Linked DNA regions of Zea mays: all the other regions are linked to region 1. Evidence: chromatin contacts called from public Hi-C data. All regions are on one chromosome and are shown on one strand. The core of a region is the stretch at or near the end of the contact, and the rest is flanking DNA. Distances in the headings are between cores, read along the strand shown.

Evidence for each region. A called contact is a pair of places that touch in the nucleus more often than the background predicts.
Region 2: a Hi-C map of ear shows a contact between it and region 1, with 8 times the contacts expected there. The contact joins the promoter of LOC103652735 here to the promoter of LOC103655026 in region 1. A contact is called at or near these places in 14 of 25 Hi-C or Micro-C datasets (bundle sheath, ear, endosperm and 6 more) and 1 of 3 datasets of contacts at active chromatin or transcription factors (leaf).
Region 3: a Hi-C map of tassel shows a contact between it and region 1, with 2.6 times the contacts expected there. The contact joins the promoter of LOC100279529 here to the promoter of LOC103655026 in region 1. A contact is called at or near these places in 2 of 25 Hi-C or Micro-C datasets (leaf and tassel).

The regions. Positions count from the first base shown.
Region 1 is chr4:4,572,322-4,575,903 of Zm-B73-REFERENCE-NAM-5.0, reverse strand. It overlaps LOC103655026 (CASP-like protein 1U4), which reads right to left and starts at 2,016. Exons shown (of 2, transcript XM_008681845.3): 1 at 521-2,016; 2 at 1-376. The coding sequence starts at 723. It overlaps LOC100281855 (tropinone reductase 2), which reads right to left. Exons shown (of 4, transcript NM_001369249.1): 4 at 3,259-3,580. The coding sequence ends at 3,413.
Region 2 is chr4:4,719,852-4,723,433 of Zm-B73-REFERENCE-NAM-5.0, reverse strand. It overlaps LOC103652735 (kinesin-like protein KIN-14O), which reads right to left and starts at 1,902. Exons shown (of 12, transcript XM_020552423.3): 1 at 1,350-1,902; 2 at 1,201-1,262; 3 at 668-899; 4 at 412-495; 5 at 110-274. The coding sequence starts at 776.
Region 3 is chr4:4,434,158-4,437,739 of Zm-B73-REFERENCE-NAM-5.0, reverse strand. LOC100279529 reads left to right here and starts at 2,004. Exons shown (of 16, transcript NM_001152527.2): 1 at 2,004-2,141; 2 at 2,744-2,964; 3 at 3,502-3,582. The coding sequence starts at 2,918.

The DNA of each region.
Region 1 (3,582 bases), core at 767-3,266:
GTCGGCCGAGTCAGAGTCGGAGCTGGCGGACCACAGCAACGTGGTGAGGCACTCAGCGACGGACACGGCCACGGCGGCGCCGAGCGCGAGCCACATGGACACGTGCACCTGCCCGCAGAAGCGGGCGCCGGCGCTACTGCGGCAGACGCTGAAGCGCCGCCCGCCGCCGGCGCTGGGCTCCGACTCCGAGTAGTAGTAGACGTCCCAGCCGGCGGCGAACGCCGCGCCGGCAGACGAGTAGAGCAGCGCCGGCGCGGCGGCGCCGAGGAGCGGCATGAGCACCCTGAGGAGGCCCTTCTTGCCCTTCTTGCTAACGCTGAGGAACAGCGCCACCGCCTCCAGTGGCGCCGCGATGGAGGTCGCCGCCACCAGGTACCTGCATGCATGATGCGTGTCACATCACATTACAGCACAGCCGCATATGCAGCACACGGTCGTTTTCAGAAGTGTTGTCTGTGCAGGTAAAAGGTACTTGCGTTGCGTGTCAATGGACTTTTAGATAGAGGTCTGGTGGACGTACACGAAGGCAGGGAAGTCGCTGTACGTGACGGTGCTCGGGCGCGCGCCGTAGTCGTAGTCGGCGTAGACCGTGCACTGGCTCGCCGCCGCCATGACCGCTGCCGCCGCCACGGCCATCGCGATGCCGGCGATACGGAAGACGAGGCTCACAGGGTGCCGCCACTTATTGGCGCTGCCGCCCCCTGACTTCTTCTCCTCGCACATGGTCTCTCTCTCTCTCGAGTTTGAGGCTTCCACGCGGCAGGGTAAGCTCTATCAGCTAAGGACTGTGAGGTGTGAGCTGAGGCGCTGGTTTCATTTACCACTTATGCATGCATGTATGTATTTATACATGGGAGTTATTAATAAGGCGTTTGGTTATTTTGACTAAAATTTAGTTCGTGTCACATTACATGTTTAAATATCAATTATAAATATTAAATATATATTTAATTAAGTTTAATAAATCCGTCCCGTCTTTTAGTCTACAATTCTACGTACGTGTAATTAATTTTTTAATTAGACTATATTTAATACCCGTAAGTGTCCTTCCAACATTTAATGTGACATGGACTAAGCTTTAGTTGGATGGAAACATAAATCATAGGCATCTAATCTTTGTTTTATTTCTCTTGCTACTACTACTAGTTCATCTTTTATATATAGAGAGAGAGGATGTGCACATGCATGGTATGGCAACGTACATACAAGTGGCTGGCGACTGTCGAGAGTAGATGGTAAAGAAACAGCTAGCCTGACTGGAAGATGCACCTACTACCTAGCTATTATTGCGGCTGACCAGTTCGTAAGAGTTTCTTATATCTCTCCCTGTTGGGATTTGGGAAGAAGGGAAGGCATCTAATCTCACTGCCTTCAAGTAGTTACGAACGTTGCTCATTGTTTTTCTTCTTCTTTACTAACCTATAATTTGCATTGCTCAGCTATAGCTGCTACCAAACCATCACCAACATGACTCTGGATGGAGGTTGAGATGATGATCTCTTCCCCTTCAACATGTACACTCATATATATGGCCTAGCTAGCTAGCTGTGCCAAGTCATTGGCAGCTCGATTACGGTCTCTAGCTCTACTTTTGGACACACACTCGAAAATGTATGAAATTCAAGCAAACTAAAGGTTGTATTAAGCTGGTGGCCTCAGTTTTGCTGGTGTCCTCATTTTTATCCTTAATCATATTTTTTTGGTCAGTTTTGGTCTTCTAGTGCTATAAAGCAGAAGGGAAAAATTGAGAAAAAAACATTACTAAAGGTAAAAATTAGAAATGTGGCAAAACTAAGGGTACAAATTTAAAAAGTCGTAATATAAATGCCAAAATACAGTCTTTGACTTCTCATATCGATTAGAAGTATTTGTTTTTTTTCTTATGCAGATATACTATGTAGGCCCAAGTTGAGGACCACCGGCCCATGCGCCATGCCTCTTGTTAGTAGGCCCCCGCATGCTCGCCCATTGAAGTTGCTATGGGCCGAATTCTTTTATTTCTCCCAACGAACAAAAAAAAACTTATCTTTGTTGCTTTTGTTTTACAGTAGCGGTGATAATTTAACTTATGGTTTTAGCTAGATTTTAACCCCTGCAGTTGGTCGGTACTCATGTTTAACTAGTACTAGTCATATGCCCGTGCATTGCTATGTTTTTATATATAACATAGGTTATATTTTATTTTAATAAAACACAAAATATATGTTTTCTATTGATTAGGTGGATGTGAATATGGAGCCAATAATCAAGGTTCAAACACTCATTTATACATAATTTTATCTTATTTTTACATAAATTTCTTTATTATAATAGTAGAGAAGAGATTGTAGGAGTATGGATTGATTCTAAAAAAATGTAGGGTTTTTTTTAAAAAAATATTGACGTGGGACGATCGTTGAAACGGGTGCTTTAATATAGTAAATAAATGTCATCGTGACTCGATTTGGTGGAGAGTATCAACTATAAAGTATGTTTGTGCTCGACTGCTCGCAACCCCCTGTTTGCATGCACCACCACACACTGACACACATGGTAAATTTGTAGTTTTATCCTTAATTATTGCATTTTCTACCCTCATAATTAAAGGCTGTCAATTATCGAAGGATTAAACGTAGTAGTACATGACTTGCACACCATGCTAACAAGCGGGGTGGGCGTTCGGGTTACCCGAAAAATTCGGGTCGGGTAATTCGGGTATTTAAAATTTCGGGTTTTGAGAATCGATACCCGAAATTACAACGGGTTTTACAATACCCGAAAATTCGAGTACCCGAAATTTCGGGTTCGGGTATTCCCGAACTACCTGAACTGCTGTGTTGGCTTCAAAAAAACACATGCATCCTATTAAATTAGTATAAAAATATAGTTTGAATAATGATATACATGGACATATAAAACACAAGCAATCTACAATCACAAGTTATGCACGCTTACACATAATTATAGATTTATAAATTAATAATTAAACATGACATGAGTACATGACACTGAAAGTTTGGGTAATTCGGGTAGTTCGGATACCCGATTGTGATACCCGAATTACCCGAAATAAATTCGGGGTTTTGCAAGTTGCTACCCGAAATTCCCGAACAAAATTCGGATTTTGGGTATTTCGGGTTCAGGTTCAAGTATTTCGGCTTCGGGTTACGGGTTTTTTGCCCCGGCCCAAGCCTGTGCGCATGAAACAAGATTTCTCCATGGTTTTATTTATTTTTTCTTTCCTGCTTGTTATTTACTTTTGTCGTTGGTGATATGCACGCATAAAGAATTCTTTTATTTATCACACACACATGTGTCATGCATGTGTGTGGCTACATATATGTGAAATCCCGGGCCACTGTAGCTAGGTTTGTGGATGGAGTGCGTTTGTTAGATTCCACGTAGACGTAGATGATGATGATGCTGGTCATCGTCAAGCTCTTATGGTTCGGCCACCGTCAACGTAGATGACTTGGCCGGTGACGTAGGCGGCCGCCGGCATGCACAGAAACGACACCACGGACGCCACCTCTGCCGGCTCGCCGGCCCGCCGCAGCGGAATCCGTGAAGTTTCTTGCTCGACGGCCTCCGAGCTTGCTGCCT
Region 2 (3,582 bases), core at 653-3,152, 150 kb before region 1:
TGAGTAAGAAAGAAAGAAAGAAAGAAAGAAAGAAAGAAAGAAAGAAAGACAGGCGTACAACAGACCTACAAAACCAAAACAAGTGATCAGTAAGCATAAGGATTATTACCTTGCGTGGACTCCTGGCCGAAAACCCTATCAGCGCCGAACTCCCTCTTGATCCCGGCTGCCTTGACCGTGATCCTCTCCTGCTCGACGGTAACAGGTGATGACTGGGCATGCAAGCTGTTCGTGTGAGCCAGCGGCCGGACCCGGCAGAAGACCCTAACGCTTCCTGCACACACGGTGCCCCCAAACCCAAAGCTCTGGAGCTCAGAGACAGACAGACCGGCGGGAAATCCAAACAGTAGCAAAGCTAACAACAGCTGTGTGTCAAGGGCTGAAGGCCGTACGTGGTAGGCTAGTTAGTACCTTTCAGTTCAACGAGCCTGTCGAGCGCCTCCCGCCGTCTCCTGTCAACACGCCGCTGCCTTGACCGCAGGCTCGAAATCTCCTCTGGAACACAAAGACGTGCAGTGTGGGCGGGGGTTGAGATTGAGAGATAGTTCCGTTCCGTCAGGCAGGTGTTGTCGTGTCGTCGTCGTCGCAAGGTTAATTCACAGGCGAGTAACAATAACAACAGGTGGAAGAACTGCAACGACGACCTGGTCTTTCAAACAGTTCCAACCTTGCAGAGGCGAGGAGGCGTCGTCCTTGCTGTAGCCCACCGCAGTTTCTCCGTCCGGGAGCAATGGCAATGGCAATGGCACATGCCCCTCCATGGTTTCCTTCTTCATGCGACGACGGAGCCCAAGAGCGCTTCTTCTTCTTCTTCCTCCTCCTCCTCCTCTTCTTCTTCTTCTTCTCTGGACGGCGAGCCGGTCGCTGGTCAGAGAAGAAGCCTCTCGCCCTCCGCCTCCCTGCCGCGCAGTTTCATTTCTCAGTTCCCTCCCAACGGAGCTGAAGAAGAAAAAAAAAGGAGAACAAGAGGCAACTGCTGCCAGCATGACTCCGTCGTGTGGCCGGTGTGGGCGGCGGACGGAATCTGAAACAGCTCATGAGGCCAAGAAAAGAAAAGAGTGGACGGCGCAGAATGAATCTATTCCTCCCGCACTTTCCGTGGTTCGCCTGCGCTGCGCTTCCTTCCGCTCGCACACCACACCACACGGCTGGCTGGCTGGCTGGCCTGGAAAGAACAGTAACGAACTTCTCCCGGAATACCTTGTGGTTGTTGCGGCTACAAGCCTCCGGGGATCCTTGATCTCCCCTTTTCGATGCAGCCTCTGCAGAGCCAAAGGAAAAAAGAAAATGGTCTGCGTCGTCGGGAACGAAAGAAGCGCGAACGAGAAGAGAATCTGCGATGGTACTACCTCGGAGGGGAATGAATAAAATAATCTCCGCCGGCCTCCAGCTGAATTTGTTCTTGAACCTTGACCACCACACCACCAGATGCTATGCTGCTACTACTACGGAGGAGGGGGTGGAGTGCGGAAGGAGAGGAGAGGAGAATTGAAGGAGCGAGCCAACAGCCTAGCTAGCAGAGAATCTGCGCAATGCAGATAAGTAGCGTTTCGTTTTATTTGTCGCTGGATAGTGCAAAATTGAACTATCCAGCGACAATTAAAAAGAAACGGAGAGAAAGTAGTTCCTAATGATTGCGTCTTTTTACTTTCTTGGTCCTGATGTTATTGGATCTCTCGATGCCGAAAGATGGAGGCCGTGTGGGAGCGGCTAAAGTCCAGAGGTTAGAGCAAAGAACGGCTGTAAACGAAGAAGAAGAAGAGGGATCTTCGCGCAAGGAATTAAAGCAGCAGCAAAGGGGAAGGAAGGAGTTGGGATCGACCCCTACCTACCTACGGCGTGAGAACCGGTGAGCGGTGCTTGGCAATGGCAGGCTGTCCCACACCGCCACTGCGGGCAGAAAAACTATGGGCGTGTTTGGTGTGGCGCCTAAGTCACCACACCGTGCCACACTTTTCAGCCACAAGTGTGGCAGCTAAATTGGGCGCCACACTTGTGGCTGAAAAGTGTGGCGCAGTGTGGCGGCTTAGGCGTCACACCAAACACGCCCTATATTAGCAAAACAGTTGGGTTGCCTGGACTGCTGGATTTAGAAGATCCAGACCCGGGCTGGCAGCCCCCACCACCGTTCGTTCACCCGTAGAAAACCAGAGGGGGAGGGCCGGGGCCGGATCATCTGTGGTGGAAAGCTTTCGCCAAAAGTTCTGTCGAGCCGCAATTTGCTCTGCTGTCTGCTCCGGCTCGGTTTGTGCTTTTGCTTGCTTGTTGGCAAGGTCCAGAAGCAGCATTTCTCATTAATCTGCTGACCGAAACTAACGGTCACCACCAACTGAGCGGAACAAGGTTGATGGTCTGCTCCACACACACACACACGCACACAGCGGCGCATTTTTATAATAATAATAATAATAATAATAATAATAATAATAATAATAATAATAATAATAATAATAATAATAATAATAATAATAATAATAATAGTAATAATGAAGCGTGTGCCTTTGTGCACAATCTCTATCCGTTTTTTCTTTCAAAATCTTCCTTACGAAGCCCGCTCCTAGTACAAAAAGAGCCGCTGCTCTATTCTAGCTGGCTTCGAAACCGAACGCCACCTAAATAAAGGAACATGCTAGTATATTAACCCTTACATCCATCCAAATTACTGTCACCCAAGGCTAGCAGCCCGACAACAACAGCATCCATCCTATGACAACTCCTCCTCCATGATGAATGCAAATGCGTCACACGAAGCCGCATTTTTCGCATGACAAAACAGTGGGGGGGATGGCACGGAAGAAGTTCCTCTCTTCGCCCTCAGCCTCCTCCTTCAATTTCTCGAGAAAACAAGTAGTTACCTCTTACCCTGACGGACGAGTCTGATGAATGTGATTGAAACGCCTATATCTGGAGGGAGAACTCGTCCTGTCCATTCAGGGCTTGTTCGGTTAGCTCTCAATCCACATGGATTGAGTGAGATTGGGTGGGTTTAAATCCCAACTAAGTCAAACTCTTTCTTAATTTTTTCCAATCTCATCCAATCCATGGGTAACGGGATTAACCGAACAAGTCCTCATGTGGCTGCCCAGCTAGCCGTTGCCTGATACCAGCAAGCCATCCCGGTCCCAATCCCAAACAGTAAACACTGCAGGCACAAGCAACCGGCACCTGGAAGCTAGGTCGCTGCGTTGTCCTCCTCATCACATAGAGTAACAACAAGGTCTGAACTGATTAAGACTCTGTTCGTTTGTCCAGAAATAGACCAGAAATCGTTTTGACTGATGAAAACTTATATAAATTAAATAAGCATACCAGTTAGAAATTGTTCAATGCCTCCATTTCGGGAAAAAAACGAACGGCCCCTAAAGATGTGCACCAAACTGTTCCACGACTAATTAAACATTATTAACCACCCTTATCCTGTCCATAGATCCCAGCTGCAGCTGCACTGCACACCACAAAAAAAAAAAAAATACAGGCACTTCTCCATGCGTTTGCAGATGGTGCGTCGCCTTCGTTGCCGAGGTTTAGTCAGTGGTTATACAGTTCACGATCCAAGTGCTGGTTCAGGCAGAGAGTCGCAGC
Region 3 (3,582 bases), core at 755-3,254, 140 kb after region 1:
TAAATAAAATACAATTCGTAGTTTGATACACGAGTCCGATCGACTTTCATAACTCCATCCCGTTTTACCTCGATCGCTAGAGCTCTAGCGTTCCACCGAATCTTTTTTTTTAGAGCTCTAGAGGCACCCACGTTATCACTTTAACACGAGATCCTCATCTATATATTCAAACTCCATTCTCGGAGGCGGATCCAGCCTAAATTCGGAGTGGAGGCCTAAGTTCGAGTGAGACTTAAGTGAAGGTATATAAACCAATAAAGCTCTATAACTACACTAAATAACATAAAAAGTCTACTGAAACCTAAAAATTGAGTGAGTGCCTCCTTTCAACGTGGGTCCGTCCCTGTCCACTCTACAAATAGTATAGTCTTTAGTATAAACTAGTATTTTAAGTAACTATATGGATAAGGTGTTAGACAAACCGTCTTATTAGATGAAATAAAACCCTTGAGCCCCATTTGGATCCTTGGAAATGAATACTACTATATTTGAGATGTATTTATACCTAAACTTAATCATCGTTCATGCATGGATCGATTGAGCTATGGTTTTATATATAGATTATATTTATATATGATACACTTGTACTATGATTTATCTAATATATGATAAACTTAATCATCCGCATCATTCATATGTAAGCAGAGTGGCTAGAATATACTACTGTTATTTTTTTTCGCGCTGGCACAGAAGATCCCGTATGCATGCGAGTAGTATGATTTTTTTTATGGTACAGGCGTACAGGTCCTGACATGGTGAACGGCCCGACGGGATTTAATGCGGCTGTCGGCTACTTGCTCGCTGCCCACAGTGGCAGATGCTGCTAGTATAGTATAGTATGCTCCAAGATCTATCCTATTCCTTGCAAATAAACATGAAACGAAGTGAAATACACGAGTAGAATAATTTTGTGGTATACTAGTACTTTCTTCGCCGTAAAAGGCTTGGGTCTCCCGCAGCTCTTCCATCCTGCTATCTTCTATTTAAACTTTACGGTCAGACGACCAGAAAGAAAAAAAAAACAGTGGTTTAAACTTTTTCTCTGACCATCTTTTCTGAAAATCTGAATGCGGCAAGAATCTGAGTGTCGTGGGGATGAGGTGGGGAGGAAGGTGACGAGGTTTATACGGTTTAAGATTTAGAAAGTGGAGGATCCCTATTATAACGAAGGCTTGGTCGATTGTATGTCCACGCTGATTTTAAACAGTTTTTTGTCAGAGTGATTCTCATGAAAGCAGCTGGAAAAGTTAAATGTTTGTCAATCCACAACAGCTTTTAGTGCCAAAAGTTAAGTGATCGTAGTATTACTATTATTATTACTACTACTATTACTATTACTATTACTATTACTATTACTGCACAGGCCATTATGATTGGAGATAGCGACTTTTCCTAAACTTGGCAGGCCCACAACGTCAGGCTCAACGCTGTGACCGCGACCTGGGGGGCGGGGCAGGCTTTCCCATGTCTCAGACTGAGACTGGCAGCCACAGCGGCTGCTGCTGCCGCCGGAGCAGTACGTACGTAAAAATAAAATGAGGCTCCACATGCGCGTGTTTCAAGGGGAAAACCTCATAATGGCGCCTTGGAACAAGCAGATAGATAGATAGATGCCTGGTCTGGTCTCAAGTCTGGACATAGATTTTGCTCAGCACTAGTACGTACTAATCTCCTCTCACTCTCATCGAGGGCAGGCAGGGCACTCACTCACTGTCCGAACACACACACACACACACACACACGCAATTTCATTGCGTTAACATGAGACTCATGGGCAACAGTAAAGTGAATCGCCTTTGCCATGCCTTCATGCATGCCATGCACTGCACCAACAGTATCACTATCTACCACACGAAAAACAACGCCTGCAAACACTTTTCACGCCGCCTGCAGGCTGCAGTGCAGGCTCCGCCACCAGCTACACCACACTACACCGGAGGCTTTTCTCCCCCTCGGCCCCTCCCCCCGCACGGAGGTCCGGGACAAGTCAATCTGCCACTGGCCGCGAGGCCGACCCACGCCACGCTCCTCCTCAGCTACAGTCCCTCCTCCACCGCTGCTGCGCTCACGCTCCTCGACCTCCCACACTCACTGTCAGTGTAAAGCTCACGCCGGAGGCCGGAGCTAGCTGCCCCCTGCCCGTGCGTGTTCATCCTGGCTGCTCATCTATCTCTCTTGCTCCGATCCAAGATCCAACAAGTGAGTACGCGCTCTGCGCTCGATTTCACTTGACCGACGGTTTTTACTCTGCTTGCGTGCGCGTTTGTGAGTGCTTTTACTCTGTCTGATGTGCCTGGCATTCTTGGCAATGGCAACGGAACTTCTTCAGAACAAAAAAAAAAGAACATTTTTTATCGGGCGCGTTTCCTTTTCTCTCCAATGCTAGCGAGAGCATACTATACATGTCCCTTGATTTCTTCTCGTCGTTGCTCCGTGTACTGGTTCCCCGGGGCCTGCCCTTATCAGTATCTGCGACGGTTTCGACGTCTTGCTGTTCTCGCTCGCCCCAAGTCCCCAAAGGCTGGCAGCGACCTTTTCGTTTTTTTTAAAAGGAAAATTTTGTCCTTTCCCACCCTCCTTCGACATGGTTTCTTTTTTTGAAGCAACTTTTTTTTGAAGCAAATCGACATGGTTTCTCGGGAACGATCCCAACCGCTCCTCCTCCACTGACCCGGATTCTTCTTCTTCTTCTTCTTTTTTTATGCGGTTTGTTTCTTGGCGTCTCCATGTTTGCTGTTTGCAGGTGAGCTAGTCACTCACAGCACAGGTGACAGGGTGGTGGTGGGCGGCGGGATTGCGGTTGCGGCAGTAGGGTTCAGGCTCGGATACCAGCCTCCTCCTCCTCCTCCTCCTCCTCCGCCTCCGTTTCCAGAAGGGGGCGAGCGCTACCGGGGAGCTCGACAGACGCCGAGCCGCAATGCCCAAGATGTTCGGGTTCTCTCGGCGCCGGATGAAGCTGGGCAGGTCAGATTCCAGTCCCTCTCGCCCGTACATCTTTATTTCTACCATTTTGATGATGGAAAAGGCGAGCGAGCCGCGATGGTTGAGTTTAGTTTAGTTTAGTTTAGTTTGTTCGTGGTTGTTCTTCGCCCTACTACTACTACTACTCACAAGGTTTAGGGGGTTTATGCGGCCAAAAAGCTGGCGCCTTTTCTCTGTCAGAAGAAAAAGGGGGGAAATGTCCGTTGGCGTTTTCTAACAAGATTTGTTTCAGTGAGCCCCCATATGCCCAGGAGCTGTTAAAAGTCTCTGTAAACCTAGAAATAAGTCTCTCTGTAAACCTAGAAATAAGTTTTCTGGAGATTACTTTTGACTCTCTCTGTAAACCTAGAAATAAGTCTCTCTCTCGTGGAACGACTCAGTGTTGATATCTGGTTATACTGTGGTGACTGGTGAGCTTGATCTTCGGATCCATTTCCTTCAAGTGCCTCTCCCTGCGTTCTCTTCTCTCCGTTCCCTCCCATAGTCTCTCATCGATTCATCGTTACATGACTTGTTCAGGTTGAAGGGCCATCTGCACGACCATTTCCATGGCCCTCGAAGCCCGTCTCGGACCACCAAGCGTTCCAGCAGTCATCACAA